Linked DNA regions of Sus scrofa: region 1 is linked to region 2. A link is a contact called in public HiChIP or PLAC-seq data. All regions are on one chromosome and are shown on one strand. The core of a region is the stretch at or near the end of the contact, and the rest is flanking DNA. Distances in the headings are between cores, read along the strand shown.

What was found. HiChIP or PLAC-seq counts read pairs in DNA pulled down with a chosen protein or histone mark.
Region 1: an H3K27ac HiChIP or PLAC-seq map of alveolar macrophages shows a contact between it and region 2. The contact joins two enhancer-like sites. A contact is called at or near these places in 2 of 47 Hi-C or Micro-C datasets (both in liver) and 1 of 2 datasets of contacts at active chromatin or transcription factors (alveolar macrophages).

What each region holds. Positions count from the first base shown.
Region 1 is chr6:108,709,148-108,714,846 of Sscrofa11.1, forward strand. All of the region lies in intron 32 of LAMA3 (laminin subunit alpha-3), which reads left to right. Among named protein-coding and RNA genes, the nearest start is that of TTC39C, 150 kb to the right of the region's middle. Within about 2 kb of position 2,679, at least 5 of the 83 cell types and tissues checked have an H3K27ac peak or open chromatin away from gene starts, as enhancers often do. A contact at or near this core is called in alveolar macrophages, where this site is marked.
Region 2 is chr6:108,452,307-108,457,851 of Sscrofa11.1, forward strand. No RefSeq gene overlaps it. Among named protein-coding and RNA genes, the nearest start is that of NPC1, 4.6 kb to the left of the region's middle. Within about 2 kb of position 3,430, at least 12 of the 83 cell types and tissues checked have an H3K27ac peak or open chromatin away from gene starts, as enhancers often do. A contact at or near this core is called in alveolar macrophages, where this site is marked.

The DNA of each region.
Region 1 (5,699 bases), core at 1,429-3,928, 260 kb after region 2:
ACACCCTTCCCCTGAAATGTTCCTAATGAAAATGAAGAGTATAGAGGAACCGAACAGTCAAGTAAAAGAAATAATCACAGCTACCTTGCACTTGCAATAAAAAGAAAAACATCCTTTCTCAGTGAAACCCTCTTATATTGGTATGAATTATCACAAATTACAAAGCTGAAAAATTGGAATTTTCAAATTTCATTAGACGATTTAGAGGTGTACAATTTGTCATAATAAAGGAAAATCAAACTGGTATAAATATTGATCTCCTTTAAGATAAATTACAAAAATAATTGCAGCAATCAACAATACTTTACTTAATTGAAACTAGTGTTATAATTTTAGAGACAATTGGGAATACATTCATTTGGAGCCATGAAACTGAGTAGCTGACTTATCTTTGTCATGAGCCAGAGAGGAGACTCTAGACAAGTCGCTTTGCCTTCCTGGGTCTCAGCTTCCTAATCTGTAAAATGAAGTTTGATAAAATCATCTCCAACTTCCCCCCAAATTTAAAATCCCGATTCTGTTTTTTCTTCAATCCCTGATTGTATAACAGAAGCTACTGCAAAGCTATATGGTGTAAGTGCTAAAAAGCCCATTGTTTGGACAACTCTGTCCAGATTGATGTCTTAAAGATGTATTTTTTTTTTGTCACTGTAGTGACAGCATTGGATCCTTAAACCAGTTGTGCCACAAGGGAACTCCTAACAATGGTTATATTGATCAAAATTTCATTTTTTGTAGCAACATAGTAATTAATCAGATATAATAGCCATGAAAAAGTCCATTTGCATCTGCTTTTAATAATGGAAGATTATTCCATCAGATTCTTTGAATAAAGAAAAGGGTTAGAATATCCTCAGAAGATTATATCAGTCAATGACAGATACAAAGACAATAGGAGTCACTGCTTTAAAAATCATTGGAGTTCCCACTGTGGCTCAGCAGGTTAAGAACCCCATATAGTGTCTGTGAGGATGTGGGTTCAATCTTTGGCCTTGCTCAGTGAGTTAAGGATCTGGTGTTGCTGCAAGTTGCAGCAAAGGTCAAAGATGTAGCTTGGATCCCGTGTTGCTGTGGCTGTGGCATAGGCCTGCAGCTGCAGCTCCAATTTGACCCCTAGCCTGGGAACTTCCATATGCCTCAGGTGCGGCCATAAAAACAAACAAACAAACAAAATGATCATAAAAAATGAATGTGGGAGTTCCCATTGTGGCTCAGTGGTAACAAACCTGACTAGTATCTCTGAGGATGTGGGTTTGATTCCTGGCCTTGCTCAACGTGTTAAGGATCGGCTATTGCTGTGAGCTGTGGTGTAGGTGGCAGACACAGCTCAGATCTGGCGTTGCTGTGACTGTGGTGTAGGCCAGCAGCTACAGCTCCAATTCAACCCCTAGCCTGGGAACGTCCATGTGCTACAGGTGCAGCCCTAAAAAGAAAAAAACAAAACAAAACAAAAATGAACATAACCGCTTTCAAGACATCTTAAGAGCAGTTAAAGGTGATGACTGTCCACCTGATGGCCAAGCACATATACAAACACGCCTTTTCAGAAGAACAGCAGCAAAAGGAAAGCCATGTTGAGGGGACCTCTCTCTGAGCCAGTCTCATAGATTTACTGTTTGTGTTAGATGGAAAAACAAAATATCAGAAAAGGTCACCGTCTTAGCATTCTGGCAACAGAAGTGCTTCCATCTCGGCATAAATCCATGAGCCCTAACAACTCGGAGAAGCAATTCCTTTGATGCACCTCATCAAATAATAGGAATGGTAAATTCCAGGCAGTGTGCAGGCAGGGGTTGGGACACAGCGGAGAGCTGGGCGGGCGGGGCTCCTGGCACAGGCTGGACAGAGCTCAAAGTTCTCTCCCACTTTCCCTCTTTACCAGAGGCACCTGCCTCTGAAAGTTCCTTAGAGGGTTAAATATCTTATGTGAAAACCCTTAGAATAGTGCCTGACACACGCTAGCCCCTGATGTTAGCAATTGTCATTATTCACTAAGCTTTTGGCCGTCTACCTTCCACCCCCCCCCCTTTTTTTTTTGTCTTTTGCGATTTCTTGGGCAGCTCCCATGGCATACAGAGGTTCCCAGGCTAGGGGTCTGATCAGAGCTGTAGCCACCAGCCTAAGCCAGAGCCACAGCAACGCGGGATCCAGGCCACGTCTGCAACCCACACCACAGCTCATGGCAACGCCAGATCCTTAACCCACTGAGCAAGGCCAGGGATCGAACCCGCAACCTCATGGTTCCTAGTCGGATTCGCCAACCACTGAGCCACGACGGGAACTCCACCTTCCACCCTTTATACTTTGTCCCTCTGAAGCCCCACCCGTTCCACTGGCTTCAGCCACTCTCGCTGCCTGGATGATTCCCAGATCCACAGCTCCAGTCTCCCCTGACAGCCTGCGTATCCCATCTTCGCTGCAAATCAGTTTGACCGGGGTTCCCCAATTGGCTTTACTGAGGGGGCCCTGGAGGACATCTCCCCTAACCTCTTTGAGCTCCTGTGCCCTCACATGGTTAATGAAGTGTTGGATTCGAACATGTTAAAGGGCCCTTAGAATCAACCCCCTCTCTTGACAGTCAATAAGGTGTCAACTTCTGGCAAAGTATGTATTACTGCCCCTGGTTTCTTCCATGGCTCTCTGTAGATCCCGCCACCCTCGTGAAGTCCTTTTACCACTTCCTGTGTGAGTGACATTGATGGTCTCTTAATTGACTTCCTCTTCCTGGTTTCTCTCTTCCTCCCTCCCTACTTCCTCTATTTCTTTCTTCGTCCTTCCTTCCTGCCTTTCTTTCTTTCCTTCTTTCTTTCTCTTTCTCTTTCTTTCTTTCTCTCTTTCTTTCTTTCTCTTTGTTTCTTTCCTTTTCTTTCTTTCTTTGTTTCTTTCTTTCTTCTCTCTTTCTTTCCTCCTTCCCTCCTCCCTCCCTCCCTTCCTTCCTTCTTTCTTCTTAACTGAGGAGGAATTTGCCAAGTATACAATTATCCTGTAATTGAAAAAACTACTTTCCCCATAATTTTGTTACTAATGCATAGAGAATGTTGATATATGTTTATAATTTTATCTTCTTGGTATATGTAGTTTTGTTTTTGTTTTTGTTTTTTTTTAACTAGGATGGACCATTTCCTCCATCCATGTGACTTTTTTTTTTTTTTTTGGACTTAAATTCTATTTTGTCAGGTACCAGTATGTTTTATGGTTCAAACTATCTAGGGCCCACTCCAGTGTGGGTGCTGTGCCTCGTGCAGAAGCCAAATGCCTGCTAACAAGAGGTCATGGTCTGGTAGGGGAACCTGCTTTAACCAATAATGACAGTGCAGTGAGCGCCATGTTGCATGTGGTCTGCTGGGGGTGGGACGTGGCTCTTCCCGGCACCACTTGCATCACATCACTCTTTGCACAAGAACCTCCCTCGACTCTCCATTGTCTGAGAGGTTAAAGACCAGCTTTCCATGGTGATCTGGCCCCCACTTACCCTAACAAACTTTGTTTTCAGCTTTCTTCTCTGGCGTGGTTTTCCCCGAACACTTTTTGCCTGTATTCAGTTGTTCAGTTCTTGGTTCTCCTTCCCCCTCTTATGTTACCCCCAAATTATGCACACTCTTCAAGGATCGCGTTAAAGGTACAAATTCAAAGAAGGTGTGATAGCTCTGCAAGCCCACAGAAATGCCTTGTCATCATCTCGTTGCTGAAAGCTGGCTATAAGCTTAGCCATCCCATCTCTCAAGTGATTACCTACCTTCCTGCATCTCTATGTCCTGTGCCCTCAGTTAAAATGTACAAAGGCCAAGACTGACTTGTTTTCCTTTGTCCCCTCCCTCCCATGTCCCCTAACACGAGGATGTCTCTATAGATGGCGCTTGGTAATTATTGCATGAATGAATGAATGAATAAGGTGGACTTTGGATTCTAGATTACATCTGGGCTTGATGTGAGTTCAGTACCAAGGAACCCACAGTATTTAAAGAGCAAAGGGCGGAGTTCACTGTAACACCTGATTTTCTGGTTATCTGGGAGGCACCTGAGCTCCTGCACGTGCTCAGATGTGATTGCATGATATTTGGCCCCAAGCCTATTGCCGTGGAGATGCCTTCGCTCGACCTGCATCTTCATGCTGCTGCTCTGCACCTCCTGGCAGCATCTCCTGGAACTTTCTTGCCGTTGCAGTGAGGGCAGCTCCTTGGGTAGCAGTCTTCCTGGAGAAGCATGCAAGGTCAGGCTGTCTTTAGGTCGTTTTGCAAAAGCCGTGGAGCCAGACTTTGAAGAGGAAGTATCCTTTTTATTCCCTGTTGTCATGGCACCGCCCAAAACCCCTTGAGTTGCTTGTTTTTGCTCGGAAGTCATATGCTCAACGCTCGAAGCATTGCATCACTCAGGAATCCAGGCATTGCATGCTCTGTGTTTTGGTGAACCCTTGCTTGTCGGTCCCACCTGGGGTCCTTGGGGTTCAGGTCACAGACCACCACTCTTATCACTCTGCTCAAGTCCTGCTTTCTCTCCATCCACTCTTTGTGTGTGTGTGTGTGTCTTTTTCAGGGCCTCCCCAAGTCATATGGAGGTTCCCAGGCTAGGGGTTGAATTGGAACTGCAGCCGCCAGCCTACACCATAGCCACAGCAACACCAGATCCTTAACCCACTGAGTAAGGCCAGGGATGGAACCCACATCCTCATGGTTCCTAGTCAGATTCGTTTCTGCTGAGCCACAACAGGAATTCCTCTTTCCATCCACTCTTAAGTGCTCAGTTGCTACATGTGTGCTGGGGGAGGCTCAGCACTTCATTTCCCGTTGCTGACAAGGTCATGCCTCTCAGCCCTGCTCCCGCTTCCACCACGTCATCCCAAGGATGCTCTGGAATCCACAGGTTGATGTTTCTCCTTGTCTCAACAAGCAGCTTGCACCGCTCTCCACCTAGCAAAATAGTCCCGTTCCTTTCTTTTCCAGTGAAGTGAAAATAGAAGAAATGGGTTCCCATCTGCCTGTCCTCACCTTCAAGGTCCAGGTCAATGCTCAGGGTCACTTGTCCACTGGTAGCACTCGGGTTGTGAGAGGCTCGTTGGCACCACCATCCATCCTGTGGATGCACCCGTAGGCCAGCAGCCCTGTGTGTTTGCTGAAAGAAATGTCCTGGACCTCAAGGCCACAAGCTGCCCGGTTGGCATTTGTTGACAGTAGCGAGGTCCATGCCCCTTCTCCCCAGACAAGGAAGCAAAGTCTTGAGAAGCTGGATAACTCGCTAAGACACTGTCTGTAATACATGTGAGAGTGGTCGTTAGAACTCCAGCCAGTCTGCCTTCAGTGTGCAGGACCGTGGCCCTGTAGCCAGCACCCCTGTCCACAACAGCTGCTGCCCCTGCCTCCCTGGGCTGGAGGCCTGGCATCCTGCCCAGATCCCTGCTCCAGCAGCACCAGCCTGTGTTCCCTGCACATGCCCCCCCATATCCTCCTCTCCTTCTGTCTGGAGCTCCTGCCTCCCTCACCCCCCCACCGTAGGACACTTGTCCTTTTAAATTCACGTCCGTCAGGGACACTGGGTCCATGCTGCCCCTCTGGCCCCTGGTCAGACCCTGTGTGAATATTGTTCACATCTGCAACTCAGCACATACCTTGGGGGCTCTTCAGGCCCAGAGACGGTGTCCTTCCTTGCACCCCAGAGCCTAGTACCAAGCCCAACCCTCAGAGTCATCATCCGTGAGGGCTGAT
Region 2 (5,545 bases), core at 2,180-4,679:
AGTAATCCATGCTTACAAATTACTTTGAATAGTAATAGAAACTTTGAAAAATACACAAAAGTTTACAATTTACAAGAAAATATCATTTATGATCCTCCATTATGGATAATCATAGTGGTGCATTTTCTCCCTCTCTGAAAATTGTTTTAAGGTGTGTAAAGGAAAAAAAGTTGCTCATAATCTACTTCTACAAGGATTAAGCCATTAGCCACTGCAGTTGCTACTGTACGAACCCTGAGGGGAATTCAGGATGGAAAAAAAGACAAAGCTTTCTGTGCATAAGATATACTGGCCACTAGGTAGTTAAGATGCATATCTAAGGAAAATTTCCAAAGACTCCAGATTCTTTCATCTTCCCAAACTTAGAAAAGTAATGCAATCATTAACTTGAGATGCCTGTTCTTTGTGATTAGTGGTAATCTTTTTATGCCTGACAACATATTTTTACCTATTGAAAAAATTTCATATACACCCTGGCTCTTCCATCATTTCTTCAGAAGATTTCCTCATATCTCTCAGAGGCTGCCTCTTGGACTATGGTCCTCAGTGAGTTCCCCAAATAAAACTTGTTTTTACATTGTGCATTTGTATTTCATCTGACATGTTGTTCAGATTCTAAGAGACTTTTAAAGTAATGCTCTATTCCACTTTCACTGTAAACACCATTCAGCAATGATTGCATAAAAATAAAGGACAAAAAACGAAAGGGTCTATGAAATTATGAGATGATGCATCTTTATAAATTTGCAGAAACAGCCTCCAGAAAACTTCTATGCATTTGAAAACACGTATGTGAATATAATTTATGGGCTTTTTAAACAAGAGGGAACATATGGTGGTATACGGTTTGCAGCTTGCTTTTTTACATTTAGCAATATGCTTTTCCACCTCCCTATCTTTACAAGCTTTATGGGATTCCATTGTGAGTAATTGACATTTCTTTCTTTGTTTTTTGCTTTTTAGGGCCGAAATAGTGGCATGTGGAGGTTTCCAGGCTAGGGGTCAAATCTGAGCTACAGCTGCCAGCCTACACCACAGCCACAGCCAAGTGGGATCTGACCTGAGTCTGTGACCTACACCACCTCTCAAGGCAACGCCAGAAACTTAACCCACTGAGTGAGGCCAGGGATCGAACCTGCAACCTCATGGTTCCTAGTGGAATTCGTTTCCACTGCACCACGATGGGAACTCCTATATGACATCTCTGAAGCCAGCAATGTAGGCTTAGTCTCAGAGCAGTGCCCAAGTTAGTGAAGTAGAGTTCCTCAACCAAAAAGTATTTCAAAATAACTCCAGCCTCAAATGCATTTCTACATGTGAAGGGGTTGTCTATCTCCAGTAACATTACATACATTCACCTTTCATTTTCTTATACTTCCTCAATGCCTGAGCTGGTCTGGATTCCACAAAGCTTTGCATCTTTCTGTGCCCTCTGCTTTCTTCCAGATACTGCATGAGAAAATTCTAAAAGCTATTGAACATTTTCCTTAGGGAGAGAGATGAGAACATGGACCCAAAACAATTTTTTTTTAACCTAGCAAATGGAAGGAGAAGGCTAGAAATAATCTGTTAATAGTTTTCAATCCATTGCATATTTTATTTAATCAGTCTCCTGTTGGATGCTTGGTTTGTTACTTTTGTTACCGGAAACAATGTAATGGACATTCCTGCACCTAAATCTTTACTAACATCTACAGATGGAGCTGTTTCAAAAATTGTATACTGCTGAATCAAAGGGAGTATTTACTTTAGTTTTGATTATTACCAAATTGCCCTCCAAAGAGACTGCAGTTTATATCTTTGCTAACAGCACTTGGAAATACCTGATTCTATCTCCTTGCCAACACTTATCTTTGCCATTCTGATAGGTGAAGAATGACATCTGTGATTTTAATTATTTTATTTCTTATTTTAAAAAATACTATGATGCTTTAATTTGTGTTTCATTAATTATGAGAGCCAGAATTTTTCATCCATCTATAAGTGATTTTATTTCTTTCTGTGTTCATTTTCTATCAGTTTTTTTATATTGATTTATTTAAGCTATTTATTAAGAAAATTAACCTGAGAATTCCCATTGTGGTTCAGCAGATTACAAACGTGACTAGTATCCATGAGGACGTGGGTTTGATCCCTGGCCTCAGTGGGTTAAGGGACCGAATTGCCGTGAGCTGTGGTGTAGGTCACAGATAAATATCTGGGATCCAGTGTTGCTGTGGCAGTGGTATAGCCCAGCAGCTTCAGCTCCAATTTAATCTCTAGCCTGGAACGTCCATAGGCCGAAGGTGCAGACCTTAAAAGCCAAAAAAAGAAAGAAAAAGAAAATTAACCTGTTGGTTTAGCATATGCATTGCAGATGCTTTTACTCATTTACTAGTTTAAAGGGTTTAAAAAATTGTTTTCCTTTAGAGCTTCAATGATTTCATGAAGATAATGATTCATCTGGAATGGTTTTGCTGTAAGGATCCATCTCCCCACCTTCCCCCAGAGCCTCAGCCATCAGATGGATAGCTGCTCTTCATAAAGTTGTCACTTGTTATTATGTTGCCAAACCAATGACAATTCTTTGTTTTCACCTCACTTGCTCTCTTAGTGGTGTTCAACACAGATGATCACACCTTCGTGCATAAAACATGTTCTTTAGCCTTTGTTCTCCTGGGTTACCTCACTGGCTAAGCATCTATTGCATCTCATCTTCTAGACTATCGATGTGATTTGAGCAGTATATTCATGTTCATAAAATTTTATTACAACAAAATAACTTTGATTTCTTCTAATATGGAAGTTTTTGTTTGTTTTTCTGCTGCTGACTTGGAACAGTTCAAGTAGGCAGTGATTCAAATGGGCAAAGAAAAAAGACTGTCTAACCACGGCACTGATAACAAGCTTACCTAGATACTAACTTGAAGGCTGAGATTCTGTAATAGGAAATGAAGATCAAGCTGAGCCTCTGGGGCACTGGGATGCAGCCGACTTCATCTTGTGCTAAGTGAGGTCCTTCCTGGTGGCCCCAGCACTTCTTTACTTTGCTTCCTTTTCTCCCCCTACTTTCTCCCTCTTTTTTTTTTTTTTTTTTTTTTTTTTGCCTTTTCTAGGGCCTCTCCCTTGGCACATGGAGGTTCCCAGGCTAGGGGTCTAATCAGAGCTGTTGCCGCCGGCCTACACCACAGCCACAGGAATGCTGGATCCTTACCCCACTGAGCAAGGCCAGGGATCAAATCCGCAACCTCATGGTTCCTTGTCGGATTCGTTAACCACTGCGACACAACGGAAACTCCAATTTCCTCCTCTTATGTTAGCTCAGGCTGCCATAACAAATACCACAAACTGGGTTGCTTAAATGACAGGAATTTATATCCCACAGTTCAGGCATCAGATCCGAGTCACAGTTGCAACCCATGCTGCAGCTGTGGCAAGGCCGGATCCTTTAACCCACTGTGCCAGGAGGGGGGTTGAACCTGAGTCATAGTGCTACAGGGAAGCCTTGGATCCTGTTGCGCCACAGGAGGAACTCCATCCAAGTCAGCTGGGTTTCTGGAGAGGCCCCATTTCCTGGCTTGCAGACCGCTGCCTTCTCACTTTGCTCACATGGTTTTTTTTTGTGCGAGTGTGTGGAGGGAGAGAGATCCGCCTTTTCCTCTTGGTATAGTCACCAGTCCTGTCTGATTAAGGCCTCACCCTTAAGGTCTTGTTCAACCTTAATTACCTCCTAAAAGCTCTAGCTCTAAAATAGGTACTCTGGGAGTTCCCGGTGTGGCTCAGTGGTAAGAATCCCACCAGTATCCATGAGGATGGGGGTTCCATCCCTGCCTTGCTCAGTGGGTTAAGGATCTGGTGTTGCCATGAGCTGTGCTGTAGGTTGCAGATGAGGCTCAGATCCTGTGTTGCTGCGGCTGTGGAGTAGGCCGGCAACTGTAGCTCTGATTGGACCCTTAGCCTGGGAACCTCCATATGCCGCAAGTGCAGCCCTAAAAAGCAATAAAAATAAAAGTAAAAAAGAAAGGGTACTTTGGAGGTTAGGGCTTCAACATATGAATTTGGGGGCAGGGGGACACAATTCAGTCCATTGTACCCCTCCACACCCTGGCTTGGGTCTGCACTGTGACCTCACTTAAAAGAGCTCACAGCTACAACTCATGACTTTAGTGTCAATGGTTTATGAGGGTTCAGGAAAGGGGTACTGTTGGTCAGACTTTTGGTAAAGTATTATTCACCATACTCAAGGTATTCTGAATTGGTGATTAATCCAGTCATGGGTCGCAGTATATCTTCCACTTATATAGGATGCAGTTAGTATGAGGATAACTTGAAACTTGGCCTTTGGGGTTTTGCATTGGCATTCCCTAATCTGGAGGATTCAGATACATAACACGTGTTCCTTCTGTTAGGTCTGTAGAGGAAGGAAGGTGCAAGGCCATGGTGGTCAAGCAAGAGGGATTTATCACAGCATCAGAGGGGGACGGACTGAGCTCGAGATGGCACCAGCCACAGCTGTGAGGAGGTTGCTAGGCTTATAAAGTATCTGTGGTAGGAATCCATGGCTGGAGTTCCTGGCCAGAACTTGTGGCAGGAACAATGAAGAGGGAGGGGTGTAGGTCAAGAGGGGTGGTGGGGGTTGAGTTCCATGATAGAGGGCAGTTAATCCTTGTAGGTGTTTAATCTATGCAGGCAGTTGTTTTCCGCAGGCTGTTGTTTCTTGCTGCCCAATTTGAGCATCCACATTCCAGGTGCAGACCTTGTGTCAGCCGGACCGGTGTCCGAAGCAGGTCTCCAAGGTGAAGAGCCACAATCAGAGGCGGGGTCGGAGATCTGCGTCCATCCTCCTAGGAACCTATCGCCTTCATCTGGGGTGGCTTGGGGGTCTAATCTTTCCTAAAACAGGAAGTCCAGAGCTTAGAAAGGGAAGACTCTATTTCTAAGGTTATTCTTAAAAGTCCAACTGCAAGAAATGGGAACAATAACAGCATTTCCCTTATTAAAAATTAGAAGGTTAGGAGTTCCTGTTGTGGCTCCGTGGATTAAAAACTCGAAAAGTATCCATGGGGATTTGGGTTTGATCCCCAGGCTTGTTAGGGATTAAGCATCCAGCATTAAGGATCCCGTGTTGCTGTGAGCTGTGGTGTAGGCTGAAGATGCGGCTCAGATCTGGTGTTGCTGTGGCTGTGGTGTAGGCTGGCAACTGCAGCTCTGATTCGACCCCTAGTCTGGGAGGGAACCTCCTTATGCCCCTGGTTGGGCCCTAAAAAGATAAAAAAAAAAAAAAAAAAAAAAGGAACTGTACGAAAGGGAAGGTTTCCAAAGGTAGAAAGGTGGTGGGTCAAGAAAATCTGAAACAAAAGAAAAAAGGTTATTTCAGGCAAGGTCACCTTCCTTTAAGGGAAAGGTGGGGATCTATCATGCAATTTACCTCACAGGAACTAATCTGGTAATTCCAGATTGACTGGTTAAAGTTCACACTACTGGGAACTTTGGAATTAAAGTGCTGGCATTGAAATTAAATCTTGGTTTGCTGTCCTGGGAGGATAGGTGACTCAATTTGGGGCAC